Regions from separate parts of the Gossypium hirsutum genome. Here region 2 is linked to region 1. The links are chromatin contacts, called in public Hi-C maps. All regions are on one chromosome and are shown on one strand. The core of a region is the stretch at or near the end of the contact, and the rest is flanking DNA. Distances in the headings are between cores, read along the strand shown.

The links. Hi-C and Micro-C count contacts between places; a contact is called where the count stands out from the background.
Region 2: a contact with region 1 is called in a Hi-C map of fibers, with 2.1 times the contacts expected there. The contact joins the promoter of LOC107953202 here to the enhancer-like site in region 1. A contact is called at or near these places in 14 of 34 Hi-C or Micro-C datasets (anther, callus, cotyledon and 3 more).

Annotation. Positions count from the first base shown.
Region 1 is chrD08:5,356,244-5,360,739 of Gossypium_hirsutum_v2.1, reverse strand. It overlaps the pseudogene LOC107953204. Among protein-coding and RNA genes, the nearest start is that of LOC107956517, 26 kb to the left of the region's middle. Within about 2 kb of position 1,974, at least 9 of the 9 cell types and tissues checked have an H3K27ac peak or open chromatin away from gene starts, as enhancers often do. A contact at or near this core is called in cotyledon, fibers and leaf, where this site is marked.
Region 2 is chrD08:5,452,198-5,456,693 of Gossypium_hirsutum_v2.1, reverse strand. It overlaps LOC107953202 (U1 small nuclear ribonucleoprotein C), which reads left to right and starts at 2,228. Exons shown (of 5, transcript XM_016888439.2): 1 at 2,228-2,506; 2 at 2,611-2,653; 3 at 2,794-2,835; 4 at 2,927-3,179; 5 at 3,712-4,204. The coding sequence starts at 2,499. The coding sequence ends at 3,941.

The DNA of each region.
Region 1 (4,496 bases), core at 725-3,224:
ATACAAACCGGCCGTAATGGGTATCCATGCATGTTCAATGAAACATGGCTAAAGGATCCACCTCCATCTTTTGGATGATGGAACTTACAGGATGCACCAAATTTACAGGTTCCGGTTTTTAAATAAAACTGCACGTGCAAAAAGAGAAAAAGGAAAAGAAACAAGTTAAAAAGAGAGGTGCTTGCAGCTTTAATTAGCAGAGTTGACTCACAGGAAAACAATTTTGCATTTTTCAATAAACTAATTTACTCTTCTACCTGACATACAGGTTCCCCTGGTCGTTCAGGGTACTCCCCTGTTGCTCTTACTGCAGCCTCAACCTAAATGGCATCAGAACCAAATAAAAATAAGGAATTCAACTCTTGAAAAAAACTTAAAGCTGAAAACGAGGTAATTCCGGCCTCAGTTTAAAACAACAGGCTAGATGACCAAAGTAAATTCTCTTACATAGTCCAATTCTATCAAGAACTATCCTCAATTCATTTTTAACTATATATGAAGGTAGCAAATAACTTATTTGAATCATGTTATTCTATTTCCTTTGCAATAAATAAAGAACACGTGAGTTTCAACTTTTAATTTGAGGTAGGTCCAAGAAAAACAATTCCAAGGTAGACTTTACTTGCTTCTCTTACCACATAATAAAAAAAGAAATCTTTTGCTCAAAATATACTGAAATAACATCTACCAACTTGCTTGGCATCTGATAGTTTGGTATGAAATAGAGTGTAAGACATGAGCCAACAGAATGACCAGTGTTAGGGAAGTCGGTAAAGAAACACAGACTTAAGTTGCAAGTCACTCATCATTTAAACTCGGAACAGAGGATGTCAAGCATAACTTCTAAATTGTAGTTTCCTGTTTCTATTTAAAGGGAAACAATGCATTAAAAAAGGCATTTGCATAAAAGCCCCTTCACATGATAAGCAACAAATATATATTATATAAATGAAATTATCAGGAAAACATAATCAGTAATGATTGTTATACCCATAAGGACTCTAAGGATATTTTAGTAACTACCTGCTACTTATATGCCTTCTGTATAAGGTGATAGCCTCCATAAAGGCAAGCAAGGGTGACTCTCTACATTTTCCTCTTGTTTTATGTACATGCTCCCTCAAATTATGGAGTAATGACCGATTTGAGCTCCATAGTACGTGCCAGAGCACCAACTCCAGCACACCCCGACCATTTTAGTTTTGCAGGTTTCCTCACCAAAAGATTACAACCAATTTGGTCATGACAATAATAACTACCATATAAGAGTTTTCTTTCGATGTTGCTTCAGTTATGCACTATTATTATCAAAATGTACCATGATTAAACCGCATTGTTCACTTCCATTGTTCTTAATACTAAGTTCATTTAGTTACACCCCATTGTCACCAGTGAAAGTAAAATTCTCAGACAAATTATTCAATAACATTTCAATGCTGAACCAAAAATTGCATACAAAACTAAATAAACTAATGATTGAAAATTTTACCGCGGCACGGTTGCGGGGATGATTGTAACGGCAACTATTACCGTAACCACAAAACCCCGTTCGCATGTAGTAAACACAATCAGTCACCCCGAGCCGTTCCGGGTACGATTCGACGCCCCTCACCGACAATTGCCACCTCGATTCTGTACCACAACAAAAAAACATGAATAAAACCCTAATTCACTCTCCGCATTATTAATCGAAAAAAAAAACCCTAAAACAAGCTTTAACAGAGAAACATCATCACAATGCGAGTAGAAAGAGGAAAAGAAAAAATCCATACACATTGAAATGAACGGAAAAAAATACCTTCCAGTCCAGTTTCGGGCCCAGCGGGGCTCCATTCGGGTTGATAACCGGATTGAGACCCATTACGAGTCGGGTTACGACCGTACAACTCCATCGAAACGGGATTTGATTGTGTGGGTGGGGGCGAGGGTGGTCCGTAGAACAATAATAACCTTACCGACTTCGCCGGAAAAAAATCAAACAAAAAAAGAAAATGGAAGGTTCAACGGAGATAAATGGAATGTTCTAGAAAGATCGAAAAGAGCTCAATCGAGAGCTGAAATTTGCTAAGAAGAAGAAGAAGAGAGAAAAGAGAATCCTTTTCACTATGTGTGAGCTTTGCTTCTTTCGCTCTCTAAAAATACCGTACGGTTTGATTTTCGGAGGGTTGTTTTTTTTTAATTTTAGCCTTGTTTGATTATTTTATTTATATATTATTTATTATTTATTTCGTACCCGCCAAATAAAGCGCACCTGCAAAAATTGGTAAACATTTTTGGAACAGTGGCTCGGACATTTAAAAACAAAAAGGTAAATTCCCATGAATGGTCCCTGATTTATATTAATCTTTGTACTATAATTTTATCATTTCTAAATGTTTTGTTGTTCAAAATGTAGTTTTTTGTGTGAATTCCTTCAAGTAATTTGACATTGGATCAATTTTTTTCTTAAATATATCATGATGCAACATATAGACCAACTTTTTTTTCGTATAATTTGACAATTATTATATTTTTTTAAATGTGCAAAAAATTTGTTCAACTATATAAAATTGCTAAGTATATGTATTACGTCATCACATGTTTAAAAAAACATATCAATTCATCTAACATAATTAAGGAAAAACATTAACCTCAATATTGAAAATACATATTTCAAAAAAATAAATGAATTAAAAAGGATCAAATTATAATAATGAGACTCAGATGCGCATAGTGCAGGGACTTCGCATGAAATTTGGCCAAGCAAAAGCAGGTAACCGACACTTGTAGTAACTGAAATTACCTTGTAACCCTTAGATTTTGTTCGAGTCTAGTTCAACTTCTGGCTGGATAGTGATGACGTCAGTCCTGCTTCGTTGCATTTCATTAACTTGTTACATCATCCTTTTTTTTAATGATAATTATTATTTAATTTATTTAATCTTGCACTTACGGATTTAAAATGTGGATATTTATATCAAAATAACAACCGGTCATAATAACACATGTTAACTTAAATAGAGCAGCGATTAAAACTCTTGTTAGACACTCATTTGGCACGGAATTAAACCGTGTTACTCCTATCCCCTACCCCTAATATTGTATAAAAAAATTAATCATATAAACACATCAAATAAATAATACTAAATGCACTATAATTGTGCATGTTGTTATAATCAATTATGAGTTAGTGTCGAGTTGACTAACAACATATATGCAATATGTACAGAATTAAAATAAAAATGAACTTATGAATAAAAGATATTTTAAATAGGTAATGCACTCCAATTATTTATCATAGTATTGATATTTTTCTATAACAAGTTAAAAAGTTATCAAGTTAGTGAAAGAAAATTCAATATTAAATTTTTATTTTTTAAAAATTAAATATCAGGTTGACTTATTATACCAACACAATTAGTGACATTATTTATACACACGTATGTCCACATGACCAAAACCTGATGAGAGAAAACATTTTATGTTAAAATTTAATATTTTTTTAAAAGTTACTTTAGAATTATTATTAGTGTAGTGATAAATAATTTATTTATAAATCCATTAAACGCATATTCAACTCTTAAACATATTAATTTTAGTTTTTTATTTAAAAACTATATAAATGTATGAAATAATAAATAGGTCATCAAAATAGTAATAGTAGTCATTTAATAAATGAGTATATTAGTTATTTTTTAAACGAATTGGTACCTAATTAACTTGTGACATTAACTCAGTCAATATTTTTATTAATAATATAAATAAATAGATTATGGCGCGCGAGTGAAAAACAAATAATGTTTTTAAAAAAAATTGTAAAATAATGAGAATTTGGTTAAAATAATAAAGTTCAAATGTCGTGGTGCAATTTCCATTATATGTTAGTTTTTGGTAATTTATCACAAAGGTTTTTATATTAGGAATCAGATTGTATTTTACTCTTTTTACGAAAAATTGGGCAAATTAACCCTTGTACATTAGATCAAAGTGCAAGTTGGTCATTCTATTAAAAATTTTATCAATTTCAACTATTAAAAATCGATTCATGTGCATCAACATGACGTACACGTGGCACGTTAAATGTAACTTTCTGGTTATTCCGTCAACTACATCAAATTTTAAGAGCAAAAATGAATGAAATTTTTAATAGAAAGAACCAGTTTATTCTTTTAACTTAACGTATAAAGATTAATTTACCATTTTTTGAATAAATGGGTCAAAATGCAATCTAACTCCTAATACAATGACCTCTATGATACTTTTACTATTAGTTTTTATGGGATAATATCATATTTGGTATTCGGGCTTTGTCAAATCTTCTAATGCAGTACCTAAACTTTCAAAAAATTAATTTTGTACCGAACTTTACTGTCATTTGTTAATTATTGACTTGTCAAGACACATAACCCTATCATACGTGTCATTTTTGTCAATAATTTTTATTTTAATTAATGCTCCAAGGACCTGAGGTTAAATAGCCAAAAAGGGTTTTTCTTTTTTTTTTTAATCTTCAACTT
Region 2 (4,496 bases), core at 979-3,478, 96 kb before region 1:
GGACCACGAATCTAATAAGTAAATTAATATTTTATTGTTATTTTAATTTCTATGAAATGTTATTAAGGTTGTATAAAAATTTCGTTAAGAAATTTTGACGTTTGCATAATTAATTACGTAAAAATGATTAAATCATAAAAGGTGCAAAAGTAGAGTTCTATTAGTTAAAAATGTCAAATAGTTATGAAATTTTAAAGTGAAAGGACTTAGGTGGTAATTAAACCATTCATGAAGTTAGTGGATGTGCATGGCATGATTTTGATGAAATTAGTAAAGATTTTACTATTATTCACGTGTGATATTACTATTATTCACTATTGTCAAAAATTGACATAGCTTTAAATTTTATCAAGTCTGTCATATTTATAAATAGTTAATTACTCACATTATATTTTAATATTTTAATATTTTGTTGAATATGATATTTTAATTTAAAATTTAATAATTTATTTGATTAAATTTTAAAATTAAATGAGTTAACATATTATTTACTATTAACATTATAATATTAAATTTATAAATTACATATCTATTTTGAGCCTTCAACCTTAAAAGCCCAATTCTTCCACAGGCCAACTTTTTTCAAAGGGTACTTTTAAGCTTAGACGGATTACTTCTATAATGTGAACATCAATTAGCTTTGGAGAAAAATACCAATTATATTTAAAGGGGTTTATAGTTTGATTAAAATCGAATTTAGTTTGGTCAGAGGTTAATTAATAATTTTTTGAAATTTTTATTATCAATTAATTCAATTCGAAATCGAATAATTAGTCAAATATATTTTTATATTAACAATGTATTTTTTTTGAACTATTAAAAAAATATTAGCAATGTATTTCTTTTATATGTTTTATATTTATTTTAACCAAAAGACAAAATGCCAAAAAAGACCTATATGCCGATTTTGAAATTTATTTAGCCTTTTAGACCTTTTTTAAAATTATTTATGGATATAGGCCGATTTTGAGGGAAAGCTCGCCTAGCACATATCAGGAAAGCTCACCTAGTTATAATTCATTTTTTTGGTTGGATGGTTAAATGCTAATGGTTTGTCTTTTATGTCCTAGGTTCAATTTCTCTCCCACTCATATTTATAATTTTTATTTCAGCTTTTTTTAAGCTTCTGCTTCTTTTTTAATGATTGTTTTTACCATATTAGCTTCCTTAGTTAAGTGGTTAAATATTACTGATTTCATCTTTGAGACCTAAGTCCATTTCCCCTTTTCTAAACACATTTGTAATTTTTATTTCATATTATTTCAAGTTTTTAAATTTTTAATTAATAATTATATTATTTTCAATTTTTTATTTTAATTCATCTTTTTAATTAATAACTCTTTTATTCACAAAATCAAATAATAAATATGTAATTATATAATAAAAATATATATTATACATATATCGTTATGTTAAAAATATTTGAATTTAATAACTCCTTTATATATAATATAAACATCAACTAATTTTTTTGATTATTTTTCTTTATATATAATATTTATATGTCAAATATTTATCTTCTCCGCGTATATTGTGAATATGGTGATTTTTAATATTATAAAATAAAATAATTATTTTTAATATAATTATTGTTTTTATATGTAAAATATTTCAAATATCATTGTTTTTTCATATAAAAATTAGAGGATCATAAATATTATAAAATAACTACACATATAAAAATTATATTTACTAAAAATAATCATATTTGTAATAATTATTTGATTTTATGAATAAAACATTTATTAATTAAAAAGATGAATTAAAATAAAAAAATTGAAAACAATATATTTATTAATTAAAAAAAATTGAAATAGTATGAAATAAAAATTATAAATATGTTTAGAAAAGAGGAAATGATTCTGGGTCTTGATGATAATGAAATCATTATTATTTAACTATTTAACTAAGGAAGCTAATATGTTAAAAAACATTCATTAAAAAAAATTAAAACAACATGAAATAAAAATTATAAATATGAGTGGGAGAGAAATTAAACTTAGGACTTAAAAATAAAACCACCAACATTTAACCACCCAACTAAAAAAATTAATTGTATTAAAAAAATCAAAAAAATTAAAAATTAAAAGGAAAAACACGTCTAACGAGATGCGTTTTCCCACACACTCCTTGAAAACAACATATTTCCCTAAATAAAATTTAAAATGGCGTAAAAAGGTAACATATCAACCTTATTTAGTTCAGAAATATATAAATTTTGATTAATTTGAACCAACTGAATTAACAAAAATATTTCAATAATAATTGGGTTGAATCGAGGGACTGAATACCCCTAATTATAACATAAGATATTTAATGAGGATCCTAAAACTGAATATAAACTACCATTAAAATTTCTACAGACAAACCCAAAATCCCCGTTCTGTTTTTCATTCTAAGTTTTTCTCTGTACTTGAGCTAGGGCTTTTGCTACGGTACCCTCTCTCTAGGGTTTTACGATCTTCAACCAATTAGCTTCGATTCTGAGTCGTTTCGCAATGCCTCGGTACGGATCTTTACAAATGCGTCCAATCTTAATTAAAGTTCTCGCTACGAACTAATTTTCATTAACAATTTATGGATATGTTTATTTGGATTCAAATTTTGCAGGTATTACTGTGATTATTGCGATACTTATTTGACCCATGACTCTGTAAGTTTCCTATTTCTTTTCTTTTGGGTCTTCAAATTTTTGGTTGAATTTTTCGAAAATTAATTAACTTCATTAGTTTGAGTTATCGCTTTTACAATAATTGATTACCGTTCTTTTTTCTTTCCGGGTTTAAATTTCAGCCATCAGTTAGAAAGCAACACAATGCAGGTTACAAGCACAAGGTAATTTGTAGAGATTTTTGTCTTTGTATTGATTAGTGTTGTGAGTTATACATTTTTTTCTTTTGCTGATTTTTTTTGTATGTAATTTTAGGCGAATGTTAGAACTTACTATCAGCAATTTGAGGAGCAACAGACCCAGAGCTTAATAGACCAAAGGATCAAGGAACATCTTGGTCAAGCTGCGGCTTTCCAGCAGGTTGGAGCTGCTTTCAATCAACATTTAATGGCTCAGAGGCCTCGACTTCCTGTTATGGCGATTCCCGGGGCTCCATTACCTGTAAACCAACCAATGGTCCCAGGGATGAGGCCCCCTGTTCTGCCAAGACCAATTCCAGGTGCCCCAGGTGAGATTCATATTAGCATATTTCGTGTTCTTGCTAGTATGGGGTTTCAGTCTTTGGTTAATAAACATATCCCATCCCGAATTGATGTTGCGACTTGTGATAGTGAACTTGAAGAAACTTTTGGATGCTTTTTTTTGTTTCCATTGAACTGCTTTTTTGCATACACCGTCTCATTCTTGGGCTGCACTATTCTGTAAATCAACCAATGGTCCTAGGATGAGGCCCCATAGTCTGCCAAGACCATTTCTAGGTGCTCCATGTAAGATTTCATACGTACTAGTATTATTTGTGTTCTTGCTGATACGGGGTTTGGCTATTTGGTTATTTGTATCATCATGAATTTATGTGGTGCTTGTGAACTTGGGGAATTTCTTACTTGTTTGCTTACCAATAGAGATGCTTTATATGTTAAGCACTTTATCTCGTTTGATTGGCTCTGGCGTCGGCTTTTCCATTATATAGATCTCAATTACAAACATAAAATGGAATTGAATTTGAAAATATTAAATTTTCATTTTGGTTTCGTTGCCAGGTTATATTCCCGTTCCAGGCATGCCACCAATGATGGCACCACCTGGTGCTCCTTTGCCTGGACAAGTAAATGGCCTTCCACGACCTCCTACATTGGCTCCCCCAACAACAGTTTCTGGAACTGTAACGACACCCACTTCTTCTAATGGAGCACCCAATCCTACTGCCCCAACAAGTGGCGGGTTTGACAATTTCAATGCCAACGCACAACCTTCTGAAGCTAATCAGTAATCTGGTAAAACCCACGTGCCTTCCTTCTGTACCTAAAGAGATTAAGCACGTGTATGCTGTTGAACATGAAGTTTTCCGATGATTACCGCTGTATGCTAATAGTTTTAGAAGGGTTATTTATGTATTAGACTTGAAGCATATGGAGAATGTGATAACTTGATAAAAGACAAACTTTGACATTGTTGTTTTTCTTTTGGCAGTTTTAAAGTCAATGTAGAAATTCAAACTTAAGCTGGGATTATGCAATGGTTGGTTTATGATTATCACAGTTTGGCATTGGTTTGGGATATGTGTATGTGCGTTCATATACTTGATTTATCAGTTTTTGAGGAGGGGGCGGGGGGGGAATGGGTGACGTTACTGATTTTTTTAATAATAAATGTGAGGGGTTTTTTTCTTTCCTGATGATTATAGGGAAGGAATTGCAAATGTTAGAATTTATAGTATATACAATCATATCAGATCCTGTAAGGATTGTTGCTTGAAGGATAAATTACATCAAAAGTCATTAAATTATTAATAAATGTAGGTTTTGCTCACTCAAAATAAAAAAAG